Linked DNA regions of Capra hircus: region 1 is linked to region 2. Evidence: chromatin contacts called from public Hi-C data. All regions are on one chromosome and are shown on one strand. The core of a region is the stretch at or near the end of the contact, and the rest is flanking DNA. Distances in the headings are between cores, read along the strand shown.

Region 1 (6,345 bases), core at 2,931-5,430, 88 kb after region 2:
ATTTAAAGGATTTACAGCCTTTGTTGTCAAAACAGACACACGTGCGTCAGCATTTCCTACCTCCTTTTTAGGGCAAGAGCTGGATGAATTTCTGCAGCTGGCTGTGGACAAAGTGGAAGCTGGGCTGAGCTCTGGGCCCTGTCGTAGTCAGGCCTTCACACTGCTTCTCTGGGTAAGGAGTCGGAATGCAGTTTGTTAGAGCAGTTAATCTGGTTAAATCTCTCCATTGAACCCTGCATGCTTCTCAGGGTTTGGGCATCTTGCCCTGACTTTTCTTTCTCTCTGGTGACAGGTCACAAAGGCCTTAGTGCTTAGATACCATCCTCTCAGTTCCTGCCTTACAGAGCAGGTAAGTCTTTGCTGAACAAGCAGAACCTAGAATCTAAACAGCAACTTCGCTCTTGATCCCCTTCCTCCCCAAAATGACTGCTGTCCTCTTCATAGTATTTAAGATCCTTCCCCACTGATGTACCTCAAAAGCTCTCTTTCCTCCAGCTCATGGGCCTCCTGAGTGATCCAGAACTAGGCCCGGCAGCAGCTGATGGCTTCTCTCTGCTCATGTCCGACTGCACTGACGTGCTAACTCGTGCTGGCCATGCTGAAGTGCGGATCATGTTCCGCCAGCGGTTCTTCACGGATAACGTGCCCGCTTTGGTCCGGGGCTTCCATGCTGCCCCGCAAGGTGAGGAGAGGTTAGAGGAAGGCCCTCAAATATATAGACCTCTCCTTTGTTCAGGCCACAGTCAGAATTTAGGACCTGAGTGCTTCTTTAGAGCATAGTAGGCCTCTGTCGGAGGGCAGAACATCTAGATTCTTGACCCACTCTTTTCCTTTGATGGGTATACCTTGCCTATTCTGAGCCTGAGGGGCTTTTTTTTTTTTTAAATAAAAATAAAAATCTCTGTAGGCTGATGTCCCAGCTTCACCATAGATTGGAATTGAAATCCCAAGCTCTCTCTGAGCCCAGTTTTCCCCTAAGCTTTTCCATTTTTTGCAGATGTGAAGCCAAACTACCTGAAGGGTCTGTCTCATGTACTTAACAGGCTACCAAAGCCTGTGCTCTTGCCAGAGCTGCCCACGGTAAGCCTTGCCGTCACAGCCTCTAAACAGGGACAAAGCCATTGTCCTCCCCATGCTGGGTCTGGAAAGGGGAGGAGAAGCAGGCTTATCAAAGATGTGGTCACTCCACCCTTTCCTGTGACCCCTTAGCTGCTCTCCCTGCTGCTGGAGGCCCTGTCCTGCCCTGACTCTGTGGTGCAGCTCTCAACCCTCAGCTGCCTTCAGCCTCTTCTACTGGAAGCGCCCCAGGTCATGAGTCTCCACGTCGACACCCTCGTCACCAAGTTCCTGACCCTCAGTGCCAGCCCTTCCATGGTGCGTTGAGCCCTGACGACTCTTCGGCCTGTACGTCTCCCCTTCGTGGGCTTCCCCTCACCTCCTTATGGTTGTGTTCCAGGCAGTCCGGATCGCTGCACTGCAGTGCATGCACGCTCTCACTCGCCTGCCCACCCCCGTGGTGAGTACCACAGGTGTCCCTCTCTGGCCCGGAAACTTCCTAGAAGAGCCAAGGGCACCTTTCTGCCTTAAGCAGGCAGGACTGGCCACCTGGCTGTGCTACTGAGATATGCACTATATAGTACAGATAGGCAAGGATTTCCTGAGTCCCTGAAAATAGAATGGCCAGCCCGCCACACAGGAGGCTGTACTGACTGTCTGGAGTCAGTACAAGAATAGGAAGACTATTAGATGTAGAGTCAGAGCAACTTTTTTGGTTACCTTGGTTGAACAAGGCTAAGATGAAGTCCTCTAACTCCACAGCTGCTACCATACAAACCACAGGTGATCCGGGCCTTAGCCAAACCCCTGGATGACAAGAAGAGGCTGGTGCGCAAGGAAGCAGTGTCAGCCAGGGGAGAATGGTGAGTTTCTAGGTCACGGGGAGAGACAGGACTGAAGTGAGCCTCACCGCCAGTGCTGTCAACATTCTTTTTGCCTCCAGGTTTCTGCTGGGGAGCCCTGGCAGCTGAGCCCCCATCCCTGGCCTACACTGGCTGACGGCCTAACCTGAAGTTACTAACCATCGAGCCGCCTTGCCCAGGCAGGGAGACCGCTGGCCCGTGACTGCCTTTCCCACAGACACAACACAAATGCCAGGCCTCTGCCGCATGGCTATACAAGAAATACAGGAATCCTGATTTCTAATGGATTTGGGAAGTAACTGCGTGTGAGACTACTTGTGTTTGAAGAATGATCCTTGGTCTTGAGGCTCTTCCATTTATATGTCAGAAAAAAGGAGCTATGCTGCTGAGGGTGAATGCAGATGTGTGTGGCCCTGAGGACCAGGGAGGGTGGTGTGTGTGTACCTGCTGGAGAATAAAGATTTTTTTGGTAACGGGGCTGTCAGTTATTTCCCTCTTCCACTTATGCCTCAGAAGCATCACTGCTTGACCTAGAAGAGAAACGATAGGAATTGTTGAGGACATCCAACCCCTCCAAGTGAGGCACGGGTGGCAGGACCAGAACATCTGCTCACTAGGCCCTGACCCCAATTTCCCTTTCCCCATCCCACAGGAAAGGCAAAGAGTGAAAAGCTACAGTCCTTACAAAATCAAATACCTTTATTTTTGCTCCCTTCAGCAGCACATGAGAAGTGGCAGTGACCTCAGCAGCAGGCCTGGTATCTTTGCCCTGTTGAGAAGCCAGAATCTCATCTCTACCATTCAGCTGTTGACGGCAAGTGGAAGAGGTGGTGGCCAACCCCAGTGCTGTAACCTGGAGGAGGTCGGGGTCAACCTGGCAAGGTTGCTAGCTGCCTGATCTCCAGTCTGGGGCTGGAACTTCTGTTTGCCTGAGTAAAGGGACATCAGTCCTAGGATTTCTCCACATCGTGCCTTGCTTCTGCAGCAGCCAGGAGATCAGTCCTTGAGTTGTCCCTGCATGGTACCTTGGGGGCAGGCCCACTGGCTCTTTTGGCTCAAGGATCCCAAGAAGCTATCCTTGGAGGCCCTTGAGGCAACGCAGGAAGCAGGGTGGTACTCAAGTTGTGGCTGACACACTCCAGCTTACACGCTCACACTGCCATCACAGAGGCTGAGTGAGCAGTCACCCAGGGCGGGGGATCCCAGCTTATTCCGTTCCCGTGGGGCAAGTGACTGGAAGGTAACAACACCCGAGTAAGCCAGTGCCTGTAAGAGAAGACAAATACTCCTGAGACCCAAGCGTTCCCAGTCTTCCTCCCTGATCCTCATGCCACAGCAAAGATAGCTCAAGGCAGTCTGAAGCTACCTTGGCATTCATCACAAAAGTAACATAAGTTCCAATTTAGTCCAAGAAATACACCCTCTCGTGCCTTGAAGGCCTTTAGAGGTTTTGAGCTATAATGGGCACTGCGAGCATAGTGACAGGCAGCAATGATAAGGATAGAAAAGGGAAGAGGGCAGGCACTTAATGGTCACCTACTTATTACTGCCTCAGCAGTTGCAATCTAGAAAATGATTTATCTGTCGCTTGGGCTGAGGGAGCTAGCTTCATTTATTGTCTTAGGACCTCTGTCACAACTTCACTCCCACAAGTCGTCTGCTTGAAATCCAACACTGCCATACAAATGGGAGGTCACCAGTGGCCAACAGACCCTAGCTAGAGGTCCCTTCCTGAGAACAGCTTTCAGGATTCTACTGTAGTCATCTGCTGCTGTACCAGTATAGTAGCCATTAGCCACATGTGCCTAATGAAATTGGTGAAAATGAAATTAAAATTCAATCCACTAATACATGAGCCACGTTTCGAGCACTCAGAAGCCATATGTGACTAGTGGCTCATGTCTTAGGCAACACAGGTGTAGTATGTTGTTCCCAACACAGAAAGTGCAACGGACAGCGCTGAGCTACATTTACTTTACCTTCCTGTGTCCACACCCAGGAATACCTTCCAGTTGTCCAAGCAGCCATAGTTGTAATGATTCCTAAAAACCTAGAGCAAAGAAAAACGTTTCTAGGAACCCTTTTCTTTACACCAATTTTGAGCCTAAATTGGCTAGGCAAGTTCTGGGCTTCAGGCCTGCCCTAGTTGGCCCTGACCATGGGGGAAAAACCAGCTCGTCACAGCAGCAGGTTTGGTTTTCCTACGCGCCCAGCACCCCAGCCCCAGCCCTACTCACTCTGCCCTTGGCCTGCAGCCGCTGACGCTCCTTCCTGTTGATGTGCCTTTCGATGCTCGTCTCACCTCGACTGATGAGCACGGCGTGCCATGCAGTCAGGGCACCCAGGGCCAGTGCCACAGAACTGAGAAGAGAAGGGCAAAGATTGGGGGGCAGCACGGAGAGGGTTAGAGGCCATGAGTAGGTCTGAAATTGCACTGAGCAACAGTGACTGGTGAGGGACTTCTGCCTTCTCTCCCAGCTGAGGGGTCCTAAATGAACTTTTACTTCACTGCATCTACTGATAAAAACAGCATCCATGAAAAAGCATCTATATGGGCCAAGAATAAATCATGAGGCAAGAAGAATGGGGAAGTAAGTCTATTACTAATGAAAATGTTATATATTTCCTAAAATACCCATGCTTGGGAGACAAGAAAGGGGAGTAAGCACCAAGGATCAAAGTAAAATGGCACATCAGATTCCAGCTCTACCGTGTCTACTTGCGTATCATGGAACAGATCACCTCACCCCCTCACATCTGCAATTTTCCTCCTCTACAAAATGCATCTGCTCTTATAAGGAGGAGTTGAACTTCCCTTGGCACATACCAAACCCTCAGTGCCAAGTCCTTTGTGTTCCCTCCCCCAGAATGCTGGGGAAAATTAAGCTCTACTCTTGGCCAACCTAAGTGAGACTAAGAACAGCAACAGTTCATACAGGGAGGGGTTCCTGCCTGTGTGGGCTCTGTAAAAGGCTTTCTGAAGCTGCCCCTCCCCGCTTAACCTGTCAAAAATGAGAGTTAAGATACCTGCACAGGAACCAGAGGTAGACAAGACTCTTATGAGTCACTCTTTCTCGGAAGGAGAAGGTGGGTGGTGGGGTCTGATGGTAAGTCTAGAAAAAGAAAACAGCACAGTCTGGCTCATTGACTCTGCTGGTCTCCACCAGAACCCAGCACCTGCAGGCAGGGAAGTGATCCAGGCCCAGGGGGAGAAGAGAGGGGGTTAAGCCACAGAGGAGTCAGGGCAGCAGCCAGATGGGTGGACCAAGCCGGTGGCATCGTCGTGTGGACATACACTGGGCAGAGCGGGTCTGGACAGGATGGTAAAGCACAGGAGGGACCAACCCTGGGCCTTTAGCTGTGACAACACAAACGGGGCTCCAGGGGAAGCCACTCCACTTCCCAGTTGGAACTGTGTGGCTGTAATCCCCTAGAGGGGACCAGATCACACCCAGAATAGAACGGAGGGAGAGAACAGGGAGCCCCACTAGGGACCAAAACGGCAGCAGAGGCACAAGCTCAAGCCAACAGTCTGCTCAGAGCAAGGAGTCCTAAAAGGCCCGGGGATCCTGATGCAGATGCAGACAGACCAGGAGCAAAGGATTGCCAGACTGGCCCGGCCCGGCCTCTGTCCCCTGGAACCCCATCACACAGACTGACATGGACTCCTCACTGCTCAGGCCATCACCAAGGCAGAGCACTTGCTCAGCCCAAAGAAGATGAAATGGGATAGAGAGCCAAAAACTCACATACCAGGGACTCCCAGCTGGTCCCCAGGCCACTTGGCCTACTTGTGGCAGGCAGCCCCCAGAACACCCCTGATCCAGTCTCGACTGGCCTCAGCCCAGTCTCTACAACTCGACTAACAGGTGGGCCCCAGTTGCCTCAGCAACTCTATACCCCTGGCCTGAGCAGGAGGAGGCAGTGGGGTGGGGAGAGCCCACCTGGTTGGCAACCGCCTGTAGTTTGTTCTTGTCGAGCTGTTTCATTTTCTAAGGGGATGGAAAACAGTGCTGGTTACACTCTCAAGCCTCTAGGAGAGGGGGGGTGCTACCAGCCCCTTCTTAGGGACAAATTCCACACCCCGGAGTGCTCTCTACTGAGCTGCCCTTTTTCCTAACTATGGGCTCACCTCGATGGCAGCATAAGCCTCCCGGAAAAGGTCCCAGCTTCCGTAGCTGCAGTAGACACAGCCCAGAGTCATGAAAAAGCAGAAAGAGAAGAAGTACCGATGGTTATAGTGGCCCACACAGTTGTTTAGCCAGGCTGGTGGGGAAAGGATTAAGGACAAGATCAAACACACAACTTCAGGGGATGTCCTGGTTTCTCTGGTTTATCTGTGGTTCCTCACAATATCATCCAAGCCCAAGGATTCCATCACCAAAGGCAGGAAAATATGGGACTTCCCTGAAGTTGAGGTGAAAGG
Region 2 (7,228 bases), core at 3,790-6,289:
GCTGGGAGTTGCCCAGTTTCAAGGCTCCACATAGGTTGGGGGGTTGATGAGGAAATCTCAAGTGCAGTTCTTAGCCCAGGCCTCCAGAACCGGCTCCTGAATCTCATCTTTCCGTACAATTCTCCGCCTCTCTCCCTCCCTCCACCCCTCTCTCTAGTCATAAAAATAATACAGAAACACGAAAGCCCTTCTCTCCCAGAGGTAACTTCTATCACAGCTCAGCTGATGCCCTCTCCGACAGGATCACCCTCCACGCTGTGGTCTGGAAACTGCTTTTCTGTGAGCAGCATGGAGATCTCTCCTATCAGCACACACAGCCTCCCCGCATCCCATTACCACACGCCCTGTTGTATGGCAGCCTCATCCCTGCCGCTTCCAAAGTGATCCCCTGGGATCCTGGACACATGCAGATTCTGACTCAGCAGGTGTGCAGAGGAAGACTTTACCGCCACCACCCCTGCCCTTTTTCACTTCTAAGTTCTTTGGCTGGTGGAATAATTAAATTGATGTGAGACTGATTAATAGGAGAAACAAATTTAATTTCATGTGTATGGTAGTCCATACAAATATGAGACTCGAAGAAGTGACTGAAGCAGGCAGCTTTTATACCTTTTAGGCGAGGAAATAATACATTCGTGAAGCACTGAAAAGACAAAGGCGTTTGGATTTGGAGGAGCTAATTAGTGAAGAAACAACAAGTTTTGTTTATATAGCCTTCTCAGCCCTGAATTCCTGATATTTGGTGATAAGGAAGCTCTCTACTTTCCTGATAGAGGAAGGGTAACTTCACATGGGAGATTTATCTCCTGCTTTCTGGGGAGCAAAGGAAGGTCAGTGTATTTCTTCTTGCACTGGCTTTTTCTCAAATGACTTTTGAAAATAATCAGAATACCAAAGTGATACATTTGGGGGTGGCATATTCCCCTTCACAAGTGTGGGGTGGGGCCAGGAGGCTGCATCGCTCACACCTCCCTGCGGTGCTGAGCTGCAGGTTCATGGACTATATTAGGAGGAGCAAGACTGTAACTGCCTGGCCTCTCTGCTGAGGGCGGACACTGGCTTCTCCGAGCACTTACCTTAACCTTTTGTAAGGACGGACTCTCAGGCCTATGGTGCTTCTCATCCTCCAACACCAGCATCTCCATGGGCAACTTCTGGTGGGTGGTTCCTCGGAGTTTCTGGGGAACCAGGGAGAGGACAGGTTCTGGGATCTGCCTGCTGTGCCTAGGGGACCTGACAGCCTCCCCCACAACTAATTCAAGGACACCCCCAGAAGTCTTCCTCCTGTGTGACCTCACAGCCCTTCACCTGCTCCACTCCTGTCTGGTCCAGGAGAGGCCCAGGTCAGAGCTGCGCTCCCCACCTCAGAGCTGGGCTCCCCAACTCAGCCTCAACCCCAACTCCAGTTCACACACCTGCCTATTGACAGCCCTGGGTCTCCAGCAAAATAGGATTAAGGGCTAGCAGAATGCGTTTTCATGAAATTAAATATATTCAATATTATTATAATATTTATTTGGGGGGTTAGGTTTAGGGACATTTAAAGCTCACTTTGATAAAATAATTGTGATAAATGATGAGTATTTTTTAATGGGCTTATTTGACAATGTAAAACTTTGGGAACTCTGTCAGCTACCCACTTCTTGCCCTCAGGTTTTACTGATCTGTGAAATCCTAGGGCATGGAAACTGTTGCTCTCAGGATATCTGAGGGGTAGGACCTGCAGCTCTCCAGCTCTCAGCTTGAAGTGAACTCTAAGTATTAACCTTGGGTGTGTGTTAGCTGCTCAGTCATGTCTGACTCTTTGTGACCTTGTGGACTGTAGCCTGCCAGGCTCCTCTGTCCGTGGGATTCTCCAGGCAAGAATACTGATTCCCTTCTCCAGGGAATCTTCCTGACCCAGGGATCGAACCCGAGTCTCCTGCATAGCAGGTGGATTCTTTACCATCTGAGCCACCAGGGAAGCCCCCAAGTATTAACCTTCTCATTGTAATAATACAGGGTGGAAACTCTGTCAAGGTCTCCTCCCCATTTGTAGCTCCTACTTGCCTGGGCTACTTCCTTATCACCTCCTCCTCTGTTCTAAAGGAAAACACTCTTTATGAAGTGTGGGCCCCCTATCTCTGAAGTCCCCACCTTGCCAGGATATTCACTCAGGCTGGAGGGTGCTGAGTCCAGGTGTCAGCTGGGGAGGAATGACTCCCTCTTCCAGAGTTCTCAGCTGCCTTTTGCACTCCAAGGGTTATACTCTTCAAGGGTTATTTGAGGGCTGATTTTCCAGGGCTTTTTTTCCAGATGTTCTGTAGTCCACTTGCGCCTCCCTTCCATATGAAGTATACATGGTTTGAGGTCGCCCCAGGACTGGCCTCGCTTGAAACACTGTTACCAGGGGACGAGGGATTGCCTAGAGCTTCAGCTACTACTGCATGTGGGATCTTGGCCAGCCCCTGAAGCATCTAGAGGATGGGTTGGTCTTAATCATCTTGGCAACCCTAGCACCTGTGACAGAGGCTAGCACATAGTAGGTGCTCAGCAAGTTTTTGGAGAGTAAATGAATGAATGAGTTCATGGATGATGGCAGGCAGGCTCATCAGCTCTGCACACTCCAAGTCTTCAGTGATGACCTAGCCCAGTAAAGCCCCCATCGAAGAGCCCCAGTCCTTGGGCTAGTATCCGAGGTCCTCCTTCCCCACCCACCCCAAGAAAGGGGTGCAGGCTGGACATGAAGCTCTCCTCTAAGAATGCTGCTGGGCTGGGGCCTGGTGGGAACAACTGGGTCTCTACTGCTCACCCATGCCTTACTCAGACTGCAGAGCCCCTCGCTTCATATTTGCTTCTCTGGACTGGCATGTAGCAGGTGCTCAAGAAATGTTTCCTGAATTGGGTGTTCGTCGATGAAACACAACACTACAAAACTCCTGCCTTACTTCATAGGTGGTCGCATAGATGAAATGAGAGCATGCCTGCCCACCTGTATCACAGTGGCTGGCACGGAGGAGGCACTGGTGGCAAGGCTGGCTCTGTGGGCACGCATGGTCCTGACAGCCTTGCCGCTATATTTATTGGATGAATGAATGGATGAGGACTGCTCCCTGTCCTCTTGCTGAAGATCTCTGTGTCCAGTGGCAGCATTCCAGAAATGGTCCAGAAGCATGACTCACCTGCCTGGCCCTGGTGCTCATGCCCTTGGGGGAGTGAGAAATGGCATTCCTGGAGATCCAGGGATGCCCCGACTGGGACTCGGTGGGCTCAGTCCAAGCTCTTCTGAGACAAACCTGCCCTTCCTTCCCTAGGCCTCGTGTCTTCTTCCACCGGAGTCCTGACCCTCCCCTCTTCCTCACTCCCATTCACTTTTCCTTTTATGAATGAGGTCTATAGGAGATGCTGGAGACCCAGGCTCAATTCCTGGCTTGGGAAGATCCCCTGGAGGAGGAAATGGCAACCCACTCCAGTATTCCTCCCTGGGAAATTCCATGGACAGAGGAGCCTGGCGGGCAACAGTCCATGGGGTCTCAAAGAAACAGACATGACTGAGCGGCTGAGTGCACACACACACACACACACACACACACACACAACCTCTAAACGAATTTATCTCCTCCCTCCCATTCCTGGTAGGGCTAGTCTCTCCCCCTCCAAGTTTTTCTCAGGGCTGTCAGAGATGCCTTCCTAAAACAGGTCAGATGGCACCATTGTGCCTCACTCAACAACATGCAGTGGCTTCCCACTGCCATGGAGGATCTTTCATGTGGCCCTTGCCTGCTGGTTTGTGCCCTGCCTGCCTTCCCAGCCTCAGCCCCTACTGCCAGACTCCCTCCTGACGTCACATTTCCACACCTGGAAATTAGCACCTGCCGTTTCCTTAGCTTGGAATGCCCTCCCCATCCTGATCACCACTCGCCATCCCTGAAGGCCTGACTCAGTGCCCTCCTGTCCGCAGAGAAGTCCTCAAGAGGGTCCGTGGTCAACGTGATCACCCACGTTCTGTGCTCCTTCATTCTGAGTTACACCTCTATTTCACCCTGTCTCCACTCTGCCAACAATTTCTGAGTTGACTGTGAGCCTGACAAATGTCAGCTAAAATAAACACAGGGTTGGTAAGGGAGAGGCAGGGGCTGACCTTACTGAGCCCCTCATTCCTCCCAGCATCAGGCACTTGGCAGAGAAACCCCAGGTCAAGTATTCGTTTCCATCAAATGAACAGTGGGACCAGCCCACACTTTCCTCCCTTGCTTCCTTATTCCACAGAAAATGCAACTGTCCAGAGCCTCTGTGCTCAGAGGCCTCCCCTGGTGTGGCTGATGGTCCTAGAAAACCCAGGTTTCCTTTGCCAGCATCCCTTCCTCACTCTGCTCCCAGTCTTTATCCTTCTTCAGGGACCAAACACTGGAGTTTCTTTTGTCCCAGCCTCCCACCCAGCAGCTGGGGGATCTCGGGGCCCCGCACTCCCAGGCCGCATCCTGGCTGTCCTGCTCTGTGTAGCTTAGCCCGTCTTCTCAAGGCCCAAGTGAGCAGACAGGGTCTCGTGGAACCCAGCTTGGCTCGCCACTTGTCTCTCAAGATCTGGGGGCTAAAGCCTTCATTTCCCACTACCAACAACGCCCTCTCAGGAGCACCCTGGAATAGCACCAACTGGGCCCTTGAGGACACCTGTCATCCTTCCTGCCAGGTATGGCAGCCAGGTTCTGCCTTCCCTTCACAGCAGAGTTGGGTGTCCCCAGAACCCCCTTGGCCCCCCACCCCAGCCCTACCTCATTCTCCTCCTCCTGTGCCAGCCGCTCCTCAATAAGCGCCGTGGCCCGCTGCACCTCCTCAGAGTCTGCCATGGTGCCGTCGCAAGCCGCCTCGGCAGGCCCCAGGGGCTTTATATGCCAGGGCCACCACCCCCGCCCTGCTAGGCGCTTTTGTCATGAGCTCACTGGCCCAATTCTCCACCTGCCTCCCCCACCTGTCACCTTCACCCCAGGCAGCCCCAGGGTGCAGGGGGAAGGATGGGACAGTTGCAACCCCGAGCCCCTGGCCTATTAGAGTCGGAAGGCCCAGTGCCTTGAGAGCAGGGATTGCAGGAAGGAGCCTGCCTGGCGCCTGTCCTGAGTGCTCGGGCCCAGCTGGGCCTCAGCCAGGGTAGCCAGGCTGCTCCAAGGACCCCTGGCTGCTCTTAGCTCTGATGGCAGTGCCACCTGCTGGATGCCTAGAAATCCTGCCCAGCCAGTCCCAGTGTGGGGACCCAAATGTGGAAACCCAAGATAGGCCTACATTCCCAGGCTGTCTGAGAACAGGCTCGCTGGCTCTGGGGAGGCGCAGACACCGTCTCCTCTGGGCTGCAGTGCTGGATGGGGTGTGGGGAGACGGGGAGTTGCCTCCCTCTGCCTGTAGCTCTCGCAGATCTTTGCGTCTCTGGCGTCCCAGAGCGCCCCCTAGTGAAGCATCGCTGCATTTGGCTGCAAGTCCATGCTATGCTTGGGTGCTCAGTTGCGTTCAACTCTTTCCGACCCCACGGACTGTAGCCCGCCAGGTTCCTTAGTCCATGAAATTTTCGCAGCAAGAATACTGCAGAGGGTTGCCGTATCCTTCTCAAGGGATCTTCCTGACACAGGGATCGAACCCTCAACTTTCGTGTCTCCTGCATTGGTAGGCGGATTCTTCGCCACTGCGCCGCCTGGGAAACCCGTGAGTCCCTGAGAAACCTCACCTGTCTGTCTCAGGGGACCTCTGGGGGACTTACAGAATCTTGCTTCAAAAGAAGCCACCAAAAGGGCCAGAATGCAGGGCTAAGCCCTGCTGACAAGGACTCCAGCTCCAGCTGATCATCCTTCCCTCCCTGGTTTCCCTGTCAGGCTGCCCTGACTGGTGGTTATGCTCACTGAGAAAGAAAACTACTCCCAACTGGAGAAAGGCAGACCTGCTTCGCTGAGTTCCACACCTGGATCTGTGGGAGCAAGCCCTGGGTCACCACAACCCAGGTTTAACCTACCAGTGAACCAAAGATGCCACAGCCCCGTGCTTCCGCGACACTCACGTGGCTTGCCCTAAGCCAAACAGCCTTATCTAAGATGCCCCTCTCTGCTTACCTGCACGCTCTCCCTTAAGGAAGCACAAGACCCAGCTCCTTCTGCCCTCTGCTTCTCTTGGTGGCAAGCCAACACAGGCTCATCATCGGAATGTTGTCAGAGATTTCACTGTCATGTCACTGAGGGTACTCTCTCCAGGACACTGCACATCGCCCAGTCCCAAGGGCCTGGCTCAGGGACTGGAGAGGGAAGCCAGCACTTGAGCTGCAGGAGCAGAGCAGCAGGTTAACTAATGCTGCCTGAGGTGCCACCTTGGCTTTCAAAGTGAGTTCACGTCCGTTATCCCATTGAATCCTGCCAGCAACGGAGGGAGGGGGCAGGGCAGGTGGCACCACCTCCACTTGAAAGATAATCAAAGCGGGCTCGGAGGTTACGTGGGTTTCCCTGAGGACCCACGGGAACGCAGGCCTGAACACCAGCAGTTCGCGGCTTGCTTCACCATACTCTCTGTGGTGCCCAGAGCTGCTGGGCAGGCTGCACATCCACCTGCTCCACCCCCCTGAACTGGCTCCAGGCTCCACAGAGCTGCACTAGAACCTAGAGTCAACGCCAGGCAAGCAAGAAGGAAGGAGCAAAAGGCTTTATTGATAAATATGCAGATATGTCTATACACAGGGACCTGCCGTGGGGCCATGACCAGGCTGCAGACCCCCCACCGCCAGGGTCACAGCCAGGAGATGGCCCTGTGCAGACCCCGGCCACCACTGCCCAGCCACTGCCTCCTCTCTGCCAATTGTGCCAGGGGCTGGGAGAGGCAGAGGCCAGCCTCAGGCTCCTGACCCCTGGGGCTCAAGCATGGTCTCCTCCCCTCCAGGGCACTGGCCCTGTGCCCAGGGCGGAGTCAGGGGAGGGAGACAGCAGCTGCTTCAGACCCTGAGCAGAAAACCGGAGTGAGCACAGCCATCAGCACCAGAGGACAGATCTGGGCTCCAGGGGCCTCCGGGTTGGCCCTCGTTGGCTCGAACCTGCCTCAGGAGACAGAGACCGAGTGGAGGGCCCTGGTTGCTTTTTCTCTGACCAAGTTGGCAAGGCTGGTGTGTGGCAGCACACTGGTTCCTGGGTGCTGTGCACTGGTGGCCCGTGGTGTCCCCGGGAAGCAGGGTCCTCTCAGGGCTTGCCCAGCAGCCGTACACAAGAGGTGCCCCTGAAGAACAGGA

Evidence for each region. Hi-C and Micro-C count contacts between places; a contact is called where the count stands out from the background.
Region 1: a contact with region 2 is called in a Hi-C map of blood, with 2.1 times the contacts expected there. The contact joins the enhancer-like site here to the promoter of ANKRD2 in region 2. A contact is called at or near these places in 3 of 5 Hi-C or Micro-C datasets (blood and liver).

The regions. Positions count from the first base shown.
Region 1 is chr26:32,941,546-32,947,890 of ARS1.2, forward strand. ZDHHC16 (probable palmitoyltransferase ZDHHC16) reads right to left here. Exons shown (of 10, transcript XM_005698290.3): 6 at 6,052-6,185; 7 at 4,947-5,032; 8 at 4,157-4,280; 9 at 3,899-3,969; 10 at 2,597-3,185. The coding sequence ends at 3,071. MMS19 (MMS19 nucleotide excision repair protein homolog) reads left to right here. Exons shown (of 31, transcript XM_018041300.1): 24 at 72-172; 25 at 293-349; 26 at 496-682; 27 at 998-1,080; 28 at 1,210-1,374; 29 at 1,457-1,516; 30 at 1,819-1,919; 31 at 2,000-2,392. The coding sequence ends at 2,027. Among named protein-coding and RNA genes, the nearest start is that of ZDHHC16, 8.9 kb to the right of the region's middle. Within about 2 kb of position 4,181, at least 1 of the 5 cell types and tissues checked has an H3K27ac peak or open chromatin away from gene starts, as enhancers often do.
Region 2 is chr26:32,852,553-32,859,780 of ARS1.2, forward strand. ANKRD2 (ankyrin repeat domain-containing protein 2) reads right to left here and starts at 5,040. Exons shown (of 10, transcript XM_005698297.3): 1 at 4,859-5,040; 2 at 4,752-4,857; 3 at 1,077-1,178. The coding sequence starts at 4,911. UBTD1 (ubiquitin domain-containing protein 1) reads right to left here. Exons shown (of 3, transcript XM_018041303.1): 3 at 6,637-7,228.